Linked DNA regions of Drosophila melanogaster: region 1 is linked to region 2. Evidence: chromatin contacts called from public Hi-C data. All regions are on one chromosome and are shown on one strand. Each heading gives the region's core, a stretch centred on a gene start, on an enhancer-like site or on the middle of the called end of the contact. The rest is flanking DNA. Distances are from core to core; before and after follow the strand shown.

Region 1 (4,557 bases), core at 1,407-3,906, 5.9 Mb after region 2:
TCGCCATCAGCCTCGTCACTGCTGGGCACATCTTCAACTCCGTCCCAAATCTCGACCAGCTCATGGGGCAGAATGATCTGTTTGTTGGTTTTTTGTCGCCGTCGCTTGTTGCTCGTCTTTTTGCGGCTGCGATGCAGTTGCAGCTCCAGTGCGGCCCGCGATTGCAGCTCCTCTTCACTGCTTGTGTTGTCGATAATGTTCACAATCCGTTTGTTCCTGCGTAAATTGGTAAAATAGGTGTTACTTATTACGTCAATACATTTCAGATTTTAAGAAGAACTATTTTACTTACACCAAGTCTACTTTGGCCATATCCTCGGGACTTATTTGCTTTCCCTTCTCGGTGGTGGGGTCACAGATGTGCCGCCTGTGCCGGGCCTGCTTGCATGGAGTAACTCCATCGATTGGACTCTTGTTACCAACACCTCCGCCGCCGCCACCGCTGGCAATGCTACTGTCGTCGGCGCCCACGTGGTCGTCCTCTGTGTTGCTGCCCTCAATGCTGCCGCTGTCAGAGCTGGAAGCGGTGACGTTGGACCCCAGCAGGTGGTCTTGCATCAGGTTCATCTGACTGCGTGAGGTATCACGAGTCCACAGCTGTTTTGTTAGCGCTGAGGCTATGTATATGCTCTGCTCAGTGTGCTCCTTGGGATCCATGCGGCAAAGGAGGGAGTAAAGGTGCATTGCCGGGCGCGGGGTCAGATTCTTCACCAGCGAAGGCAGGATGTCGAAGATCGTCTTTGAGCAGTGCTTCAGCTGGGTGGCTTGCCAGATCAGCTTGATGTCCTCTTCAGAGATCTGGTTCTCTACCGCCAAAAAGTTGAGCAGCACGTGTGCCTGTTTAACGATTTCTACGTGCAGATTCGGGCCAAACAGGTGCTGTACAATATGATTTTCAGTCAGCCAGTTCGCGATGCGCTGCCCGAACAGCTCCACTTCGTTGACCGTTTCGGTGGTGCAGATCTCGTTAAATAGATTAATGTGTGCGTTGATCTGGGCCATGCCTGGAAAATATTTGAAATCATTTACTCTTATTATATAATATTTATTGATAAATAAATATAATATTTCAGCATTATTCGAAATGTCCTAATTAAGTATGTCAACATCGTAGGACATACCTGCCAGTCGCATGGTTAGCGTGGTCGATGTGAAGTACTTAAAGGCCAGGGCCAATCCTTCGGTGTCGAAGTTGACAGCAACATCCAGTGGGTCTCGCATAGAGGACCACACAAAATCGGCCATCGCGCGGGTTGCGGCAGATCGGAGGCTCTGATCCGACAGCTTGCACATGTACTGCAGTATCCGACTTCGCAGCGGCACGAAGAGCTGAGTATTACAGTGATAGTTCAGCCAAAGTTTCACATTTGAGACGGCAGCGGTCATCGAGTGAGCGGTGGACACTGGCAGATCGGGATGTTCGAAGCACAGCGACATGGCGCCAAAGCCGCCCGAGTTGCAGAACAGGCTCACATTCCGCAGCAGATAGATGGGCAGGTCGTTGTCGTGAAGATCGCAGATGAGGGCCAGGTGGTGGGCCTCCTCAGCCTGCAGGTCGTCCAGCCGAGAGTGCATGCCATGTTTGTGGGCGATGTACAGCGGGAAGTTGAGCAGGAACACCTTTGAAACGAGCACCAACAGTTTCTCCACCTCGGGCAGGATCCAGGGCTCCTCTGTGTACTGCAGGTGGGATTTGTGCTGAGGATTGGCCGTTTGCGGGGGAGGGGGAGTGCAGGGGCCAACTGGCGGCTTTTTGGCTGGCCCGTCGCCGGAGCCCTGAGCCTCCTCACCGGCGGACCCAGATGGCTCCTCCTTCTTAGGTTCTTCCGCTGGCGCGGATGATTCCTTTGCCTCTGCCTGGGCTGACGCTTCGTCCCGCTGCTGTTCACGCTGCTGCTGGGCCTGGGCCACCACCTGGGCAGCACTGGCCGTTAGCCGCTTGTAGTTGTCGATGAGGTGGTCGATGTGCTTCAGATGCTGCACCGTCAGACAGATGAGCGACTGCACTACCAGGTTGAAACGGTCATAGTTCTTGGTGTCCCGGTACAGGCACATGCACTGACGCTGCGGCCACGACTGGATGTAGTTGAAGGTGGTCTCGATCTCGCTCTTCAGCAGCAGCTGGAACTTCAGATCCGAGCTGGCCACGCGCACCTCATCTGCAAAAGGAATTCGGAATACTATGTGTAAGCAGGGGGCAGGGGCTCCGGTGTTCGTCTTCATTCTATTTTTTTTTCGCAGTGCACTTTTCACTTACAGAGCTCCAGGAGATTCTGGAAGTCGGCGCACACCTCGCACATGGTGCTCCACTAGCTGCACACCGAATCGGTAGCTTCCAGGGGTTAGGGCCGCCTTGCCAGCGGCGACGACTCCTGGCCGTCTATGGAGAGTAGTCGGAGTCTGGGATACGCTGGCGGAGTCACGGTCTGAGTTGCGGGCACTTGCTCTTCTTGCTATTCGTTGGTCGCTCGGCTCGCTCCCGGCGGTCGTGCAATGCCATTTAGGATGGCGCCCTCGCCTCTCAACACGGAACACTGTTTTTCGGCAACAAAAAAATGATAATTCTACACTCGGACATATATATATGGTAGGGATATATATATATACAATTACAATCGAAGCAAGAGCCAGAGTTGGAGCGAAGAGGCAGGGGCAGGGTTGTCAGGCTGTGTGCTCTAAATGTTGTCGTCTATCGTTTATCGCTCTTTGGCGACGTTCTGGTATTTGCAAACGCACCATGTGTTTGCCCGCCAACGGTCACTCTGGCCAGCCACCGAATTTCTTGCGGGCCGCTAATATTTGTTTACATGCTAATTGTTGACTGAAAACCTTTATCACTGCAATGGAGGACAGCCAAATGGACACAAGCTCGCCGACAGAGTCCAGCTCCGAGGTGAACTTCACTGCGGAGGAGGATAAATCGCAGGAAACGCGTTCCGCAGCCGGCGTTTGTTACTGGTGAGCTCTTTGTATGGGTTTTTTGCTTGGCCGGCTCCCTTCTATTGACATTGTTTTTAGCGGCAAGGAGCGCAATCTCAATATTGTGGAGCTGCTGTGTGCCACCTGTTCACGCTGGGTGCACGAGACCTGCGTTTCCTACCAGCTTGGTAAGGGTAAACTTCTGCCCTTCATCACCAACTATGTGTTCGTCTGTAAAAATTGCTCTGCCAGCGGATTGGAGAGCTTTCGCAAGAGCCAGGCTAGTAAGTGCAAAGAAGCCCCGCACATTTATCCCTCTTGATAATAACAATATCCACTTCCAGCCATATCCCAGATGTGCCACTGTGCCATTGCCAACATGCAGCAGGCGGCTTCCAGGGACGGACGTCGCCAGATTCAGTTTAGCAAGGACAAGGAGATCATACCGTACATCGAACAGTACTGGGAGGCCATGACCACCATGCCACGCAGACTCACCCAGTCCTGGTACAGCACCGTCCAGCGATCTTTGGTCAAGGATGTGCAGACCCTGTTCACCTACGAGGAGCATGCGGAACATGGCGCCATGTACGGACTATTCCATCAGGATCTGCGAATCATCAAGCCCAACTACGAGAGCATGAGCAAGAGCGGCGCCCTGCGACTCACCGACGATGGATATACTCAAGGTGAGTGTAAATAAGATGATAGACATTTAAATCGATTTGAAGTCTATAATTTGAATGCTAAAAACTTGACCCCATGTGTTATCGAACGCTCAGTGGTAGAAAGCTAAATGAATTATCTTTTGGCGGCCAAATTGGCAACACTGTTCGACCAGCTGATTTTGGCACAGTGGTTTTTGTGTCGCCTATTCCGCTGCCTATTCGCTCCCCCTATTTATCGCCGCTTCCTTTCGCACGCTCTTTCGCAAGTGTTTGCCAGAGTAAAGTAACAACAACAACTAACAAAATCGCAATGCGGATCGTAGTTTCAGATTTGCACACACACAGAGAAAGAGAGAGAGAGAGAGAGAGCCCCACGTAGTCAGATTGTGGGCGGGGCGAAGTGGGGTGGGGTGGGGCTGGCAGAGGCGCGCTCAACTTGGCTCATTCATTACAAACAAATAGTTACGCTTGGAACACTTCGCCAGTGTCTCAGTGTGCGTGTGTGTGGTGCTCTTTCGGGGGAATTGATTGCGATTTGATTTTGAGCACTACGCAATTGCAAGGCCCCCGCTCCTTCAGTTCCATTGTGACCGGGTCCTGCTTCTGCTCCTGCTCATTCTCCCTCCGCGATGGCGTCATCTTTTACGGACGAGGAGTGTAAGCCCGGAAACAGCACCGACCCGAACTTTGCCCATTCATCTACATATGTCCCAGCAATCAATTTCCTTGGTGAACGAATTTCCTTGGGGATAGCTCCTTCTGGAAGCATTGCAGATACGCCCCAAGATCTACTCCACTATTACTATCACGCATTAGCTGTTTTTATATTTCCACAATACATGTCTATTATTGGATTTGTAACTAATGATTGATCCACATGCTTCCAGCTTCCCTCTCCAAAAACAATCGACAGAAAAGGAAATTTCCCGGCACGGATTCGGGTCCCACGGGCAAGAAGGGTCGGCCCAGT
Region 2 (4,766 bases), core at 240-2,739:
TGGGAACCACGGCGCACTGCTCGCGTTCCCGGCAGTTGCAGGAATTGGGCAGCCCAGGAGCCGACTCCATTGGGACAGCGCAGGATGTTAAATAGAAGGAACCAGTGATCCTCTCTCGTTGCCAGCAACAATTGCAGAGCAATCAGCTTGCGCAGCCATTCCTTGAGGTCTTTGTCGAAATTCTGAGAGGGTAAAAAGATATTAGATATGTTCTCTCACTCTTAACTTTAAAGTATTGATTTACTGCATTTGGACTGGGTCTGCGAACGAAGCTGAAAAGTATGGATATAGCTCGCCTTAGTTGGGAAACGCACTGCAGTGCCTCTCCAGATTGTGTGTGATGTAATGAAACCACCGAATGGCCATCCAAATTGGGATAGGTCAGCAGATCATTGATGATTTGGTCAACCTTTACTTTGGTTATCTTGGCTGTAATCGAGTTATTCGTATACGCGTGGCACACCAGGTCATATAGGCCAGTTAAAGACGTCTTGGCCACTTCTAGTTTAATGGGATCCACCTGTATCACACTGGAAAAGACATTTCGGTAAGCAATTCCATGATGGAGGTAAGACTTGACTCACTCGTAGGTGACGCATTCCTGGACCACATTGCCATCGCCGCAGGTTCCACTGAAAGTGCGTGTAACTGGCTGTCGGACCCAGATTTGTTTTTGGGACTCGGCGCAGCCCTTGCGCAGCTTCTCTACATCGTGCAGATTGGAGGTGATCTTTCCCTGCAGTTCATAGTATTCCATAACAGCCGCATACAGGGGATCCGCCTCGCTGGTCTCCAGCAATGAGTTCATTAGAAACTCCAACTCAAATTGCTTGGCCAGCTCCAGCTCGGGACAATCGTAAATTTGCCGCAGTTCCTCCGTGCTCAATAGCTTAATGTGACTCCTGGCTAGCGCGAAACCGGTGGGCGACTCCGCCTGTCGGTACACGATCTTAGCGGAATGCTCCTCCACTTGGGCGTTGGACAGCTGCATGGGCTGCAGGTTGGGATACTGAACGACGTGAACGGTCGTCGAGGGCGGGGCACTTGGAGCACTGGGTTGGGCCTCCGTTTCTGTGGGTTCCTGTGTTCCTTCTGGCTCTTGCGACGTTACTCCTACATCGCTGGAAATGCAGCACTCGTGGCTTATGATTGCCTCGCCACTGGAACTGCTGGCCAAGGTCGCAACGCGCTCGAATTCCTCCAACAGAGACACATTCTCCGCTGGTCTTTGTTCTTCACTTGTTGATAACTCAGCAGGTTCCTCTTCCTCTTTTTCGATCGGCACTCTGTTGCGAGACTTTTTGCTCTTCTGCAATTTCATTATTAGGTTCGTTACTTTTTACTGCCCACGACTCACCTCCTTTTTGGGCTTCTCCAACGTGGCCATGTTGTACGTTTGATTGCTTAGGGATCAGACTTTTTGCGTTTTATTTTCGCATTCTTTGGGGGGCCGCAAAAACGCCAAACAAAAAGACCCATAAATATAATAGTGATGGGAGAAACCGGAGAACAGCTGGGAGCAGTCACGATGGCTCACGAGTAAATAAAGCTGCTTTAAAATTCATGTTTATGTCAAATACAATGCTTGGTAAAATACCTAAACAGCTTATTTTATATTTTTATATTCATGCTTATACTTTGGATATCTAATTACAAATCCACTTCATTCCCCGCTTAACTTACGTCACGTAACAGTCGTGACTCACGCTGCACTCTCGTTGCCCTGGTCATCGCAGTTATCGATAGACCAATTTGATGGGCAGCACTGGCCAAGTTTAGAAAGTTTCAGCGCGCGAAAAGTAAAAATTGACGTTAGAAATGTAATTCTTTGTGTTTGTTTTTTATAAAAAATACGTTTATTTGTCTTTATTTATTGCATGCTGACACGCACACACATATGCGTTAAGTACATGCGAATGAAATGCGCGAGCAATTGCTCAACAACAGTCGCGCACAGAAAATCACAGCATCTTTATAGACATGAAACACTTGGCTAACTAACTTGCTCTATTCTACGGCTTAGCTTACGTACTACGGACTAAGTTTTAGGGTCAGACTATCTACGTATGCAACATAGTTAACCCTCAGAGCGCAGATCGCCCGGCCAGTTGGCGATACACTCCCGTTTCGCCCTCGCCCGGCACAATGTCCAATTGGATCCTACTGCTGTCGCATATCGACTGCTGATCCCCTGCTGATCCCGTTCCCTCGGAGGTGGTGAATACCACGGCGATGGGACTGCTCTTCTCCTTGTCCTCCGGCGAGGACTCGTAGCCGTGATTCACCTTCTCCGCCTTGCATGTGGTTGTCGTGGCCGAGGAGTCACTGCTGCTCCGCCCATTCAGTCCGGACTCCTCCTCGTGCTTCACGTAGTACGGCTTTCGGCCGGAGAAACGCTCGCACAGCCGAAAGATCAACGGATGCAGCAGCTTGCCGTCGTAGGCGTCATCCGGATGCTGAGTCAGCAAGCTGATCACTGTGCCAATGATCACGGTCAGTGCCGTGCCAATTAAACTGTAGTACATGAAGCTGATCGAGTAGAAGGTCTCCAGTCCGGATCTGCATTGGAATTAAGCGTACATTAATATCAGGATAACAAAGTTCTAGTGCACATTTTCACCAGGTGACGTACTATCTTACGCAATACTTTTAGAATAATTAAATTATCTCACCTTTCAGGTGCAATTGTGGGCTGTGTGGGCACAAAGCTCTGGTTGAAACCATCAATAGGCGTGTGCGACAACAGCCAGGGCATCTGTCCCTGTTCCACGATGGGCTTGCCAATGGACTGCGCGAAGGTATCGTTGGTGCAGCCCTACATTTTGTAAAGAAGCAAAGTATTAGGCATCAAGCTTAAAACGGAAATGCTTTAAAAACCCACATCTGTGGAGGTGGGCAGCAGGGGATTGTCCTTGGTAACGGTCATGCCACCGCCAATGATCCAAAGCACAAAGGCGCAGGCGGTGACCATGCCGGCGGAGGTGCCCTTCCAATTCGCAATCGGAACCATCATGGCCAGGATGAAGCAACCCAACAAAGGACCCGATGTGGCCGAGAACACCAGCAGCGAGGACTCAATAACGCCCGCCAGCAGACCAACTCCAAAGGCCACGCCCATAATAATCAGTCCACAGACGACAGTGATCGACTTCAGAATTCGTAGCTGCTGTTTGTCGGAGAGTCCCTTGAATTTCGGCAACTGTGAGATGAAGTCCTCCCAAATAACCGTTGCCAATGAATTCAGATTCGACACCATCATGCTGGAATGTTAGCTTGGATTAGTGAAAGAACTTTGTGAGAATGTGAGCTATTTACCAAAGGGCGCCATTGAACAGAGTGGCCATGAAAATGCCCACGAAACCGGGCAGAAAACCGAGCTGATCCTCCACAAAGAATGGCAGAATCTCATCGGGTTTCTTAATGTAGCCCTCGGCGTAGGGATCGCAGTTGATGTACGTGGAATAGATGACCATGCCAGAGATCCAGGAGATGGAAAAGAAGAAGAAGACCAAAGGCACATTGGTCAGCATAACTCTGCAAAATCAGATAAGATTTTTTAATTAATTAATAGATTTTCGTTAATAGGTGGTTCGCCGAAGATAGTCACTTACCGACGCACTTGCTTGAGCGACTTGAGGCTGACATAACGCTGCATAAAGTTCTGCTGACAGCCGATCTGGGAGAGGGACATGAACAGTTGGCCCAGCCAAGCCGATGTGGTATCCACTCTGACAGTCATATCGCCCGTGAAGTTCCAAAAGTTGAGACGTCCTGAAAATAGAAGGAACGAAGTCCTTAGTGCATGTTTATGGCGGGAAAAAGATTGAGCTGCCGTTAGAGGAGGAGCACGTGAAGGGATTCCCAGGAGCCCTACGATTGCCGCACAATGACAGCCAACAACTCAAACTCGAGTGACAAACGCTCCGCCGACACACATTTATTACTGTCGTCATGCGAGGCTGCCATTTCCTCCTTCCCACCTCGGATTCGGATGCCGCTGTTTTATGACACTTTTATCATCATCATTTATGTGCATAATGAGCCGACGCAGGAACAGAAGCAAAGCGAACGGCAATCCACAATGGATGCCATTTTAATAGTCATCATTCGTCAGCACTATACACACACACACACACACACACGCACACATCCTGGCAGCTGGCTAATAAGCTGCCATGATCAATCGAAACAAATCCCACACCCACTGCCACTGCTTACCATTGTCCCGATTTAGTTGGTAAACCTTCTTCACGCCGCCCGTAGAGATAGTTCCCTGGATACAAACCGCCACAGTGACAACCAGAATGGTCACTGTCTGGATGACGTCCGCGTTGATAGCCGCCTTCAGGCCGCCCTAATGAGTTGGAACAAGGGTGAAGAGGAATTTAAATATTTTCATCATTAAATCGCTGGCATTCCCGTGGCACAGCGATGAGCACAGTACGTACCATAATGGTGAAGAATATGCAAATGACGGCCATGCCCGTAATGGAGGCCCAGTAGGGTATGCCAATCACCGTCGAGAGGGCCACGCTGGGAGTGTACACGGTGATGCCAAGGTTGCAGATCTGCCGCACGATATATGTCGCCGATGCCAGGCATCTCACCGTGCGGCTCTTGAACCTAGAAAACGAAAGGAAAAGCAATGGATAAGGATAAGAATGAAGAATAAGAATATGGACGAAAACAGGAGCAGGTGAGTGCATCGTACTACTAAATTTAAGCAGCTCCATCCGTTTTTTTTTTTTGCTTGTTCTATATATATA

What was found. A called contact is a pair of places that touch in the nucleus more often than the background predicts.
Region 1: a Hi-C map of the Kc167 cell line shows a contact between it and region 2, with 4 times the contacts expected there. The contact joins the promoter of puf here to the promoter of Epg5 in region 2. A contact is called at or near these places in 16 of 107 Hi-C or Micro-C datasets (the D17-c3 cell line, the Kc167 cell line, the ML-DmBG3-c2 cell line and 7 more).

What each region holds. Positions count from the first base shown.
Region 1 is chr3R:24,647,387-24,651,943 of dm6, forward strand. It overlaps puf (puffyeye), which reads right to left and starts at 2,657. Exons shown (of 20, transcript NM_170158.3): 1 at 2,258-2,657; 2 at 1,122-2,159; 3 at 293-1,004; 4 at 1-216. The coding sequence starts at 2,300. It overlaps ash2 (absent, small, or homeotic discs 2), which reads left to right and starts at 2,739. Exons shown (of 7, transcript NM_176558.3): 1 at 2,739-2,958; 2 at 3,019-3,203; 3 at 3,264-3,608; 4 at 4,475-4,557. The coding sequence starts at 2,843.
Region 2 is chr3R:18,757,384-18,762,149 of dm6, forward strand. Epg5 (ectopic P-granules autophagy protein 5) reads right to left here and starts at 1,490. Exons shown (of 15, transcript NM_142495.4): 1 at 1,358-1,490; 2 at 585-1,309; 3 at 245-530; 4 at 1-182. The coding sequence starts at 1,387. It overlaps CG7720, which reads right to left. Exons shown (of 11, transcript NM_142496.4): 5 at 4,449-4,623; 6 at 4,219-4,354; 7 at 3,612-3,771; 8 at 3,316-3,534; 9 at 2,882-3,260; 10 at 2,673-2,815; 11 at 1,853-2,559. The coding sequence ends at 2,085.